2 separate regions of the Callithrix jacchus genome follow, and region 1 is linked to region 2. Evidence: chromatin contacts called from public Hi-C data. All regions are on one chromosome and are shown on one strand. Each heading gives the region's core, a stretch centred on a gene start, on an enhancer-like site or on the middle of the called end of the contact. The rest is flanking DNA. Distances are from core to core; before and after follow the strand shown.

Region 1 (7,658 bases), core at 2,263-4,762, 68 kb before region 2:
CTCCTTTTGCTTTCAGACTCACACTCCTTGCTGGAGATTTTTTTTTTTTTTTTTTTTTGAAAAGAGTCTTGCTCTGTTGCCCAGGTTAGAGTGTAATGGTGTGATCTTGGCTCACTGCAACATCCACCTCCTGGATGCAAGTGATTCTTCGGCCTCAACCTCCTGTGTAGCTGGGAGTACAGATGTGCACCACCACACCTGGCTAAGTTTTGTATATTTAGTAGAGACGGGATTTAATCATGTTGGCTGGGCTGGTCTCAAACTCCTGACCTCAGATGATACACCCACTTTAGCCCTCCAAAGTGTTGGGATTACAAGTGTGAGCTACCACGCCCAGCCTGGCGATCTTTTACAAGCTTCTCAAACGTGGTTTGCCCTCTTACACAAAACCTGATGTGTAAGATGTGGTGCTTTTCATCCAGATGTTGCCAGATAGGTCCCCCCAAAAGTTGCTTTGTCAGTTTCCTATTCTCACTGTAACAAAATGCCACAAACTTAATGGCTTTACAATACAGATTAATCTTATAGTTCCGGAGTCAGAAGATGGACATGGTTCTTGGGGGCTACAGTCCAGGTGTTGGCAGAGTTATATTTCTTATGGAAGCTCTAGGGGAGAATCAATTTCCTTGCATTTTCCAGCTTCTAGAGGCCTCCAGCATTTCTTAGCATGTGGCCCCTTCTTCCATCTTCAAAACACATCACTCTGACCTCTGCTTCTCTTCCATCCTCACCTCTCTCTCTCTCTTTCTCTCTCTGACTCAACTGCCTTCCTCTTATAAGGACCCCTGTGATTACACTGGACCCACCTTACTAATCCAGGGCAATCTCCCCATCTCAAGGTCCTCAACTTAATTACATCTTCAAAGTCCATTTGCTATGTAATATATTCAGAGGCTCCAGGAATTAGAATGTGGACATTGGGTGGGGAACAGGGTGGGGGGACATTATTCAGTCTAACACAGTCATTAATGCCAAAAGATGAAAGTCAAAACCCACTGCCATGAATTATACAAGTCAGACATATGTCCCTGCTTGGAGATAATATTCATCCAAGTGCTTTGAAGATTAAATGAGATAATCTGCATGAAGCACAATGACAGCTGCACAGTGATCACTTGCCAAGTCCCTGTGACTATTATTGTTGGCCATTATTATGGCATTTACCACCAGGTGACTTAGAGTCCTTTTCACAGCACGCGTCATATCTCATAACTAGATCTTTATTTTGGGTGATTGTTTACGTGATGATTTTTAAATTGACTTTAAATTATGTAAACATTATCTTAATACATTCATTGAAAATGAAAAAATGAAGAAGACAAATTCCTGTCCTCAAGATTAAGGTTATGTGGGTGAAACATATATGCTTTTATTAGGAACTAAGATAAAATTCTTTGTAAGGAGCACAGAAAAAAATGTTTTTATCTCTTAAAAAGGGTGGGAAAATATACTGTTAAAAAATTAATTCTTCTTCCAAAAAAATTTGTTTAACCCATCTCTCTCATATAAAGAACTCCATATGAATGGATAAGGACTGTTTTATATACCATCAAATTCCCAGAACCCAGCCCAATAGCAAATACATACATAGTTAACACTCAATACATATTTGTGAAATTAATGAATTAAATCTAACTTTAGGCCAGGCATGGTGGCTCACACCTATAATCTCAGCACGTTTGGAGACCAAGGTGGGCAGATCACTTGAGGCCAGAAGTTCGAGACCAGCCTGGCCAAGATGGTGAAACCCCATCTCTACTAAAAATACAAAAATTAGCCTGGCCTGGTGGCACACACCTGTAATCCCAGCTACTCAGGAGGCTGAGGCAGGAGAATCTCTTGCTCCCAGGAGATGGAGATTGCGGTGAGCTGAGATCGTGCCACTGTACTCCAGCCTGAGTGACAGAACGAGACTCTGTCTCAAAATAATAATAACAAAGTCTAACTTAAAAACACCTCTCTTGTTTCCCCATTGCCTTCAGAATGAAGTCCAAGTTCTTTACTTGGCAGGAAAAACAAGTTTTTGCAAGATCCAGTCCCAACTTGCTTCAAATTTCACTTCCCACCACTCCCAACCAGCCTCATACCCTGGTTGAGGCTGGACAGCTCCCCCCACCACAATGCCCTGGACAGCTCCCCCCACCACAACACCCTGGTTTTCTGGATAAAGGGACCTACCAGATCTTCCACAGCACCAGGAGCTTCTACCCACCCTTGCCTGAAAGCCCACCATATTGGAATAGCCTGTCCATCTGACAATTCCTTCCCATCTGCAACAGCCTATAAGATCTTTAAGGGCAGACACTAGGTCTTACTTCCTGTTACATTCCAAGAGCCTGGCAGGTGTGTGGACAAAGCAGGTACTCAGTTACTGTCAGCTGAATGCCCGCCTCTGCCTCCATCTCTATGATGTAAACTCCTTGGGTGCAGAAACTCTTATTTATCTTCATCTCCTCAGACTCCAGCAGGGTGCCTGACAGGAAATTAGTGGGCACTCAACAAATGTTTGCCGAGTGGACTGGTCTTTTCACAAAATGCCCTGCCTACATTAACAATAAATCACAGATTGTGTGCTGGTCACTATGTGCCAGTCACCATTGGTAGGCTCTAGTAGGGATTAAAATACAAGACAAGCCTGGGCGCGGTGGCTCACGCCTGTAATCCTAACACTTTGGGAGGCCGAGATGGGTGGATCACCTGAGGTCAGGAGTTCAAGACCAGCCTGGCCATCTCGGTGAAACCCCATCTTAAAAAAAAAAAACACTGTCCTTCCCTGCAGTGCTTACAGGAACACACAGCAAGCAATACTCAATGTAAGTGTTTATTGATGGATTCCAAAAATGCTTCTCTCTTTTTTTGAGACAGGGTCTAGCTTTGATGTCCAGGCTGAAGTGCAGTGGTGCGATTTCGGCTTACTGCAACCTCCACCTCTGGGGCTCAAGCCATCCTCCCACCTCAGCCTCTTAAGCAGCTGGGACTACAGGCACATGCCACCACGCCTGGCTATTTTTTGTAGAGACAAGATTTTACCATGTTCCCCAGACTGGTCTCAAACTCCTGGGTTCAAGCAATCCTTCTGCTTTGGTCCCCCGAAATTGCTGGGATTATAGGCATGAGCCACTGCACCCACCTTACAAATGTTTCTCAATGGATTCCATGGGTTACTCTTCTTGCCAAGAAGTCTGTCTCAGCAAGAGAGAGGCCAAAGTCTAATCCTAAAATAGCCACTGTTCCCTCTATTCTATCAGGTCTTAAATAGCTCCAACCCTTCTATCTGTAATTCTATACCTGACCATACCCTTGCATATATAACAACAGCCTCCAGTAGAGCCCGCTCAGCAGACTAACCGACTCTAATGCCCAACGTCATCCCGTCTAGTTTCCCACCTTACTGGCACTTTCCCTGGGCTCTCAGAGGGCATCCCTTGCCCCACTCCTCCTATCTCACTTGGCAGTCCCCAGAGGCCCAGAACAACAGTCCTATCTTGTGAAACAGATCAAGGTCATGGCTCCAGTGGCAGAAGAAAGGACGGTTAGTGGCAGGAAATAGGTGTGAACAGAACAGTCACCAGGGCACCCAGACACCCCCAGTGAAATCGCAAGTGCAGCTTTATTTCCTGTGTTATGGAGAGAGGGGGGGAAAAAAAGGTGTCAGCCTCCTATTAGGGAGAGTAATTACATCCTTTACAGCTGTGTACCTAATTAGTTTCTTTTCAACCATCCTCATCATGAGAAAACACATTAAATAATTGGAGAGAAGAGGAGATAAGAAAGAGAATGAACATTTGAGAAGAGACTACTATGAGTCAGGCAAGCCCTGTACTGGGTGTCTTTCTGTATGTTAGTTCTCTAACCCTCCCCAAAACAAACATACAATCCAAAGACCACATAGTAGTTGCTATTTTATCAGCAGCATTTCCCAGGGCTTCAGAAAGTTTTAAGTCATTACATAGCTGGTAGGCAGCATTGCCACTATTTGAACCCAGTTCCTACAAAACCCATGGTTTTTATACTACACAGTTTTCCATTACTGAGCAGTTGCTATATGACAGGCACTTTCAAATGATATTCCACAGAATCTTCCCCACTGCCTACAGGAAGTGATTTCATACAACTTTTTTTTTTTTAGACAGTCTCTCTCTGTCACCCAGTCTAGAGGGCTGTGGTGCAATCTCTGCTTACTGCAAAGTCACCTCAAACTGCCTTCCCATTACATATAGTATATGCCTTCGCTGTCCATATACTATATGTAATACACCCCTCATGGAGTTTTCATGGGGATTAACTAAAGTAACGTAGTTGGATAATGGTGGCTGCCTTCCCAGTTCAAGCGATTCTCCTGTCTCAGGCTCCTGAGTAGTTGGGACTATAGATGCAGGCCACCATGCCTCGCTAATTTTTGTATTTTTAGTAGAGATGGAGTTTCACCATGTTGGCCAGGCTGGTCTCAAATGCCTGACCTCAGGTAATCTGCCCAACTCAGCCTCCCAAAGTGCTGAGATTACAGGCGTGAGCCACTGCACCTGGCCCAAACAACCATTTTATAAGTGAGGAAACCGAGGCTCAGAAAGGATACTACCTTTTCCAAGTCCATATTTACAAAGCTGAAGATTTCACCTCGAAATTTTGAAAAAAACTTACAAGATAAGAAAAATACCTCTAGCTATGTTAAGCTGTAAAAGATGACAGCATATTGCATGTTTGTAAAATCGATGGAAGGGCTGGAGGAATGGGCTCTCGGCTGGGACCCTAGGGATGGCACCAGAACAACACCCAGACCACCTGGCCAAGCTGGTATCCTAACTGCTGACTCCAGGCTCCTTCTACCTTAACCATGATCCAGCATCAGGTAGCTGCCATTGTCAGTGCTGGTTCTGTATTGGCCAGGCCTACACTAGCAACACAGGTGACTGGGTGACTTCACCTTCATTGCCATTTAACTTGACTCTAACTTTGAATCTTCTGCAAATACATCTGGGTTCTGATCATACCTAGAAACAGTAAAGGAGGCTGAGAAAGGTGGATTTTACCTTTCTAGCCTCTGCAGTTCAGGAAGGCACCAGGAGGAAGGAAGGAGAGATGCTAAGCGAGTCATTGTACCGTATCTGTTGTAGTCCACATTCCCACAAGGCATCCATCTGCTGGAGCTGAGAAGCCCTCTTCAGAAGCCAAGGATCAAGTCTTCCAACTCTCATTAACACTTTGTATATTGTTAATCTGTTGCTTCTGTCTGCCAGACAATATCCCATTGTGTGAATGTACCACGTTTTACCCATCCATTCTGCCAGCGATGGAAACCCAAACTGTTCTTTGGGCCTCCTGGGAATTTGCCTAAATCATATGCTTGGACTCTATGGCATTTTGAGGTTGTATCACCTGAATTCAGCTGCATCCACTGTAGAATGAAGACAATAACAGTAATAAGCAACATGTGTGAAGCAGTTACCAAAATTCAGGCTCTCTTTTAAATACTGTCCATATACTATATGTAATATACTCCTCATGGAGTTATCATGGGGATTAACTAAAGTAACGTAGTTGGATAATGGTGGCTGCCTGACTCTGGATTGTGATTAAGGTCGGAGGAGTCTGGAGTCAGCAGTTGGGATGCCATTTTGGCCAGCCGATCTGGGTGTGTTCTGGTGCCATTTGTCGGGACCCAGCTTAGAGCCCACTCCTCCAGCCTTTCCATCAATTTTTTATAAACATGCAATATCCTGTCATCTTTTATAGCTTACGTAGCTAGAGCTTATTTATTTTTAATTTTTTTTTTCTTCTTTTTTTTTTTGGAGACAGAGTCTCACTCTGTCACCCAGGCTAGAGTGTAGTGGCACAATCTTGGCTCACTGCAACCTCCACCTCCCGGTTCAAGTGATTCTCATGCCTCAGCCTCCTGAAAAACTGGGATTACGGGCATGCGCTACCATGGCCAGCTGATTTTTGCATTTTTAGTAGAGACAGGGTTACACCGTGTTGGTCAGGCTGGTTTCAAACTCTTAGCTTCAAGCCATCCACCTGCCTCAGCCTCCCAAAGTGTTGGGATTACAGGCGTGAGCCACCACACCCAACCTAGAGCTGTTTTTCTTACCTTGCAATTGTTTTCAAAATTTCAATGTGAAATCTTCTGATTCATAAATAATGGACTTGGGCATAGTGGTGGTCAATAAGTAACATCATTATCATCAAGTAGCAGATCCAGAGCAGTCTGGAATGTTCCTCCAGGCAAGGTACCTTGGTTTGCCTCCGTGCACTCACCCTATGGCTTGTGCAATTTCGATGCTAGCCCTTAAAACACAGATAGCAGTGATTCCTTTTTCTCTCTAACTTCCCACAAGGTTAGGATTCCTTTAAGGCTGGAGTGGGTCTTATTCTTTTCTTTCTTTTTTTTTTTTGACATGGAGTCTAATTCTGTCACCAGGCTGGAGTACAGTGGCAAGATCTCGGCTCACTACAACCTCCGCTTCCCTGGTTCAAGCAATTCCCCTGCCTCAGCCTCCCAAGTATCTGGGACTATAGGCACATGCCACCATGCCCAGCTAATTTTTGTATTTTTAATAGAGATGGGGTTTCACCATGTTGGCTAGGATGGTCTCTATCTCCTGACCTTATGATCTGCCCGCCTCGGCCTCCCAAACTGCTAGGATTACAGGCATAAGCCACTGCACCCGGCCATTATTTTTTATATTATAATCCCAGCACCTAGCCCAGTGACTGGCACGTGTCAATCAAATGTTCAATCTATGCCTGTTGGATGAAGGCCTGAACCTTCTAAGAGAAAGACCTTGGCAGATACAAATTCCACTGGAGTTACAAAGGATATAGATACATTGGCCTCTGACGGTCAAAAAAGGATTTTTTTTTTTTTGAGATGGAGTTCTTTTATTTGCGGGGGGACAGGGGGGATGATCCAGGGAGACGGAGTCTTGTTCTGTCACCCAGGCTGGAGTACAGTGGCGCCATCTTGGCTCACTGCAACCTCTGCCTCCTGGGTTCAAGTTATTCTCTTGCCTAAGCCTCCCGACTAGCTGGGATTACAGGCATGCACCACCACACCAGGCTAATTTTGTATTTTTAGTAGAGATGGGGTTTTGCCATGTTGGTCAGGCTGGTTTTGAACTCCTGACCTCAGGCAATCCACCCACCTCAGCCTCTCAAAGTGCTAGGATTACAGGTGTGAGCCATGGCGCCTCTGAAAAGGTTTTCTTTAAATATTCCAGGGAATGTCATTTCCTTAGGGGATGAATCATTGGGAGATACCAAAACCCAGGGCTGTTTCCTACATGCCTGGCAGTAGCTTTGTTTGGAGGTTGAGAGTGGAACAAAGGGAGGATAGCACTTTTCACAATTTTGAAGTAGACCTGCAGTTCTCAAAAATGAGCATTTCTGCCAGGCGCAGTGGCTCACACCTGTAATCGCAGCACTTTGGGAGGCTGAGGCAGATGGATCATCTGAGGTCAGGAGTTCAAGACCAGCCTGGCCAACATGGTTAAATCCCATCTCTACTAAAAATGCAAACATTAGCCAGGTGTGGTGGTGCACACCTGAAATGGTAGCTATGTGGGAGGCTGAGGCAGAAGAATCACCTGTACCCAGGAGGTGGAGGTTGCAGTGAGCCAAGATTGCGCCATTCCACTTCAGCCTGGGCAGCAAGAGTGCAA
Region 2 (6,573 bases), core at 611-3,110:
TTTTCTGGGGGCATGGAGTAATAACTTTCTTATAGAGTTGATGTAAGGACTAGGGGAGGTCACATATGTAAAGTGCAGCAAGCATATACTAAAACATGATATTTTAGCTATGAATATTGTTATTGCTGGCATGGCCAGAAAGAGGTAACAAGAGGTGCTTTCACAGATGTCTCAAAGATGCAACAGCCCCTGGTGAAGAGGAAGGATCTATCAAAATGTGGAGATATTCCACATTGCACTTGAGCTATTTCGAAAGGGTGGGAGAGTATGCTTAAAAGCTCTTTGTCTTGGTAGGTGCCACAAAGCCAGGGACTGAGGAAGGCAGGGTGAGGTAGGGGATGTGTTTGAGGTTGGGAGTTTACGACTGAGGCAGCAGGGAAATAAGTGACTGAGTTGGGGAGGATTGAGAAGACAACCAGGCTTGCTGCCACATGTATGTAATATGACTCTTGTCTTCTATTTTCCCTGCTAAGGAATTGATTTAAAATCTGCTCAGAAATTGATGATTACATTCTGCCATGTTACATACCCTGACATGCAACAATGTTTAAATCATACCGGAAATATAAAAATTGGATTGGTTTCTATCAGGGCAGAGTCTGAATTAAAGAGTTCATGTCCAGTCTCATAGCGGAGGTAGAAGACTGGGCTAATGCCTGTCACTAGCATTTACAGAGGTGTGAATTTGGTAAATAATTTCATCTGTGAAATGGTTTCAGCATTTGTGAGAAGAGGCAAACTATTTGCCTAACGAGATGTTGACTTCAAGGTTATTCAAAGCTACTGACAAGAGATGCATTTGCTATTTTATATTAACGGAAAGCGATTTAAAATCATGATATATTTAAAGACGGCGCTACGAAATGTGCTTAAAAATGCAATGAAGTTGTATTCTCTTAATTAACTTAATTAGTATCAACGCTTTTAGTCATCATTGATTTCAGTAGTTCCCTCTCCTCATCGCAACTCCTAGCACACACGCACTCGAAATGCTCTAACATGGTATTTATTGAGCCCATGTGACCAACACTACAGCCACCGAAGCCCCGGCTTGCAGGACACGAACGGACAATTAAATGGAATGACTGTAGCAAGCGTTTCTCCAGTCTTTCTGGAGGATTCCCCCGCGTCTAGCGCTGCACGGTCAGGAGTTATCCGACCGCCACACGGCGAGAAGCCCGGGAAAGGCGCGCCACACTCCCATGTGATAGCTCCACTTGTGTTTTTGCTTAGTTCTGCTACCCTAGTTCACGTCCCCACTAGAAGAAACGTATTCCACCTCACATTAGACAGAAGAGCCTCGATTCACCGTGGAGGCTGACGGAGGGGGACTCTGGCAACTGAGCACCTCGGACTTATCACAGGCGGGCTGCAGCCTACCCGCGGCCGGCGCGGCACCTCAGCAACACCCCCTCCCCCGGAAGTTTGTGGGTCTCCAGCTGTAAGGTCTGGGAGTCACCTTGACCCTCCCGGAGCGGTGGGGAAAGTTAGCCCTGGGCCCGAGGGGGCGTGAGTGAAACCAGAGAGCACTTTCGCGAGTCAATTACACCGTCACGTTTTTCTGGTTTCAGGGTAGCTGAAGACCTAGAGAGTTTGAGGGTGGGTAGAGCAGGTGGCAGGACTCCGCCCACCACCACCACCACGCTTCCCCTCCTTCAGCTCGTACGCTTCACTCCCTTCGTGAGGTCCCGCCTCTCAGGCGCGCGCGAAGAGTTGTCGCGAGGTGCATCCTGGGAATTGTAGTCTCTACGCGGGGAGTCGCCTCAGGAGAAACGACTCTGGCCTACATAACCCACAGTGCCTTGCGGCGCAGGCCGCTCCCGGATGTGTGCCTGGCGCCGGAAGAGAAGACGGCCCCCCTCTCTCGGCCCGGCCATCTTGTGGGAAGAGCTGAAGCAGGCGCTCTTGGCTCGGCGCGGCCCGCTGCAATCCGTGGAGGAACGCGCCGCCGAGCCACCATCATGCCAGGGCACTTACAGGAAGGCTTCGGCTGCGTGGTCACCAACCGATTCGACCAGTTATTTGACGACGAATCGGACCCTTTCGAGGTGTTAAAGGCAGCGGAGAACAAGAAAAAAGAAGCCGGCGGGGGCGGCGTTGGGGGCCCTGGGGCCAAGAGCGCAGCTCAGGCCGCGGCGCAGACCAACTCCAACGCGGCAGGCAAGCAGCTGCGCAAGGAGTCCCAGAAAGACCGCAAGAACCCGCTGCCCCCCAGCGTTGGCGTGGTTGACAAGAAAGAGGAGACGCAGCCGCCCGTGGCGCTTAAGAAAGAAGGTAAAGCAGGGGCAGAATGTGGGGGAGATTGAGATGGAGGGAAGGAGCTAGGGGGCTGCCGGCTGCCACTTGTTTCTGGAGCTCCGAGGGTCCCCGGGAGACTTTGTAGCCGATTTCCTCACGTTTCTTCACGCGACCAAAGCCAGGTCCTGCAAAGGTGCCGGGAGCGTGGTAGCCCCAAGTTCAAGCCACCGCCGGCTAGGTTCCCGGAGCCACCTCCTTCCCGCCTCAGGTTGTGAGCAGAGGAGCGTGGTTGCAGATGAGCTGCTCCTCGAGCGCGCTCGACGTACTGGGAGGCTGTTGCCTTCCCGCCGGATTCCTTGGCGGGCGAGCGCGTGGACTGAGGTGCGGGGAAGCCGGCCGCTCACTGAAGCTTCCCGTAGTTATGGAGGAGCTTGGGTCCACCGCTGCTTACTGCCAGAGCTGCACCTTTGAGATGATGATGTTTCGGGCTCCCGTCCTGCCATCTTGTCCCACGACGGAGCGGAGTACCCCCACTGAAAAGCGGGGGTCGTTCCAGGCCATCAGACGTGTGGAATAAGCTGCTGGTTGGGGTGCCGCATATGTTTTATTGTTTCCCCTCTCCCTCTCAACTGTTAGGAGCCTTCTCATAACTTGCTGGGGTGAGTTGAGCTGTCGGGAAATGGAGGAGTTTGCCACACTCGATTAAGCAGAAGCGGGAATTACGAATGAAGACCGGTGATTGCAGGACATCCCGAGGAACGTCCTCGAGTCGCGATCCTCTCTCTCGACTCCCCAGACTGAATCTTTAACTTGGTGTGGTCTGGGTCTCGTGGGTGAAGTCAGTGCAGAGGCTGTCACAGCATTAATCGCAGCAAAGCTCTTTAGAGTCTGCAGTTTTTTCTTCCACCCCACATGTGTGTGAAGCATGATCGGTTTCACTGGCGGTTAATAGTTGTTTCCAGGGCACTGAGTTTCATAGGATTGTCTTGATTTTTGCACTCATTACCGGTTCGTTATGGATGAAAAAGCAAACGGTTTGGGGATAAGAACATGCGTGGTTAGTAGCAAGCAGGTGTCGGACTTCAGCTCTGAATCTTTAAAGTTGTATTTTTATGTTGAAAGTGGAAATTACCCCTTACCACGTGCTTCAGAAAGTTGTTTCTCATTAGCTTTAGTTGAATTCTATAACATTCAACTAATTTTCAAAATCAAAAGTTTACTCGTGGTAGGATTTGTTTTAGGAATTTTTTTTTTTTTTTTTTTTTGAGGACTTTTGTGAGGCTTGTAATGAACCTCGGTCCTAGGTGGTGCGTAAAGGAAAATAATTAATTCTTGTGGTAAAATTGTAGGTTGGGGAAAAACGGGAGTATTAGAAGGCATGTACGTCACTTAGGCCAAGTATCTCTTTAGCTAGTTAAGCTTTATGGGACTCTAGCACAATTAAATAAATCATTTAGTTCCCGTGTTAAGAAACGCTGAAACTATGCTTAAGCTCACCTCAAGAAAGTACATGAAAAAGTTGAGTCTGACGAATAAATCTAAAATGTACCAGCTAGATGTGTTCACTCATTTTGAATGCTCAAAGCATGAAGCATGGTTTAAATGCCTGAGTTTTGATCATGAATCCCGTCTATGAAATAAGCTCTTACCTGAAAAGTAATGTTTTTATAAGTTGCAAATGTGGGGAATGGTTTCATGAAGTTAGAACCAGGACTTAAAGTTCACCATTCAGTAAATCCATGGGAAAACTATTTCATATTAGCAATCAGCATTTTTCTTTCTTTCTTTCTTTTTAAAATTCATTTACTTATTCTTTCCCCCCAGCCTCTTGCAGGTAGCAATCAGCATTTTTCTTAGGTCATTATTTCAGAGCATTCTTAATAAGTTGCATAAAATACAAGCATATAAATATAGGAAACATGATGAATGGAAAATACTCGTTTTGAGATTCTACCGTTTGGTTCACTGGGAATAAATCTAAGGAAAATCCCTGCATAGAGTAGGAAGGTTAACCTGTTTGTGTTCTGTGATTTTGGTAACACATTGTGACACAATGCTTAACAAAGTATAGGCAGATATATAATGTTTTATGAATTAAATTTGTAGCTACTCTTGTCCATTTGAAGAACTTAAGAATTGACAGCAGAATGTCATTGAGAGTGGAACAGACATTTTCTTAAAAAGAATGAATGCTTCGAATCTAGTGCAGTTAGTGAGCTTGCAAGTTATAGATAAGTATATCAAAATAAGCATGCAGTTTTCAGTATCAATCTTTTTCATTAGGTGAGCTTAATAAGTGTTTTTTAAGATTCTGTAAGCCTAATATTGGATATTGGGTGGGGACACCAACTATTGTTCACTTGGGTGTGTTTGGCTTGGATATTATTGCAAGGACTGGCTCCGTAGCTCCACCCAGTACACTTTTTTTTACTGACATTTATTTAAATACCTTGGTGTAAGGTCTAACATTTGTAGTCTTTTTGAGGGTTTGCCGGGAATGAACTTCAAAATTCTATTGAAGAGATTGATAGTTACTGTTTGGCTTCAGTTACAGGGAAGCCAATTGGACAATTGAGTGTATCCTGATGCTGTTCTACTTTCTTAGAAAGAACCAAAGTAAAGCAGCTTAAAGTCTTGTAAAACCAATTCCTCGGCTGCTTTATGATTTTGTTAGAAATTGGGAATTACAGCATACTGGCAATCTTACAGTCATTAATTTAACCATCACTCTATTGATCCTTAAGGCCACCAATAATTTAATAACATTGGTTGCCATTGTGGGGTTTCAGATATTATAGGAAAAAAGCAGTTAAGGGGGGGAAATTAATAAATGCTTCAGCTATCACTGAGTGTCACAAGTTTCTTATTTTCTACATATTGCTTAAAAGGGGTCTTATGTGTGTGTATTTGGTTTTTAAAGATTCTTTGAAAATAAAGATAGTTGTTAGGGCACATTTTTAAGAGGACTCTCCATCCATAGTAAGTAAATGTTTCCTAACTTGGAAGTACTTAGGGATGTGATACTGTGTACAAACATATATACACTTTATATGCTGTGCATTTTTAAACTATTTAATAGGGGAAGATGGCCCTTATTGTGTGCCTATAGTTAACAGTACTGTAAAAGATGACACCTTTTCTGGTTAAATGGCTGTTTTAAACTGAGGTGATGTTCTCTAATAATGCTAAATGCCATATTTTCCTTTCAGATTTGTAATTTTATAGAATTATTAGTCTTAATTGCATTTTTGTTCAGATTAGGTAGGATAACATTGGGGCCTTCACTTTTGTGAGGGGCCATATCTAGTGAGAGTGTATGATTTGCTTTGTTATTTATGAATGGCTGCTCGTATTTTCTTTGGCATTTTAAAAGCCAAAGTGTATTGCTTGCCTAAGATTTTTTTTAATTTAAAACTTAATTAAGAGACTGCTGATATCTTGGAAAGTGATGGGAAAAATGGCTGCCCAAATGACTTTCAAGTCAGTTATAGAAAATTCTTTTGGGGAGAGAATAACTTGGCAAACTGAATAGAAGTTTAAAACAAGTTTATTGTCTTAATTTTATTTATGTATTTAGTCAGTGGTATGGATTGCAAGGTTCATTGTCTTTTAAGTGGCAGTTTGGCTAAGGTACTTCGTTGACATTAGAGATGCCCAGTGTTAGCTTTTTTCCGACAGGAAGTGATAGTGGATTGGTAGAGAAGTGGATTTTGATAGTCCAGGCCTAAACTTTTTGTATTGCAAAAATAATTTGCTTATGCAGGTTATCTATCGTTTTAGGAATAAGACGAGTTGGAAGAAGACCTGATCAACAACTTCAGGGTGAAGGGAAAATAATTGATAGAAGACCAGAAAGGCGACCACCTCGTGAACGAAGATTTGAAAAGCCACTTGAAGAAAAGGGTGAAGGGGGTGAATTTTCAGTTGATAGGTAAGTTGTGTTTTTTTTTTTTGTTTTTGAGCCAGGGTCTTGGTCTGTCGCCTAGGCTGGAGTGCAGTGGTACAAGCTCAACTCACTACAGCCTCTGCTTCCTGGGCCCAAGCTATCTTACCATGTCAGCCTTCTCCTGAGTAACTCAGACTACAGGGTAACGCTGCCACAAAGCTTAATTTTTTTTTTTGAGATGGAGTTTCGCTCTTGCTACCCAGGCTGGAGTGCAATGGCGCTATCTCGGCTCACCGCAACATCCGCCTCCTGGGTTCAGGCAATTCTCCTGCCTCAGCCTCCTGAGTAGCTGGGATTACAGGCACGCGCCACCATGCCCAGCTAATTTTTTGTATTTTTAGTAGAGACGGGGTTTCACCATGTTGACCAGGATGGTTTCAATCTCTTGA

What was found. A called contact is a pair of places that touch in the nucleus more often than the background predicts.
Region 1: a contact with region 2 is called in a Hi-C map of skeletal muscle, with 2.6 times the contacts expected there. The contact joins the enhancer-like site here to the promoter of SERBP1 in region 2. A contact is called at or near these places in 2 of 3 Hi-C or Micro-C datasets (induced pluripotent stem cells and skeletal muscle).

Annotation. Positions count from the first base shown.
Region 1 is chr7:104,730,720-104,738,377 of calJac240_pri, reverse strand. No RefSeq gene overlaps it. Among named protein-coding and RNA genes, the nearest start is that of SERBP1, 68 kb to the right of the region's middle. Within about 2 kb of position 3,512, at least 2 of the 16 cell types and tissues checked have an H3K27ac peak or open chromatin away from gene starts, as enhancers often do. A contact at or near this core is called in skeletal muscle, where this site is marked.
Region 2 is chr7:104,661,979-104,668,551 of calJac240_pri, reverse strand. SERBP1 (SERPINE1 mRNA binding protein 1) reads left to right here and starts at 1,860. Exons shown (of 8, transcript XM_003733462.6): 1 at 1,860-2,274; 2 at 6,019-6,169. The coding sequence starts at 1,962.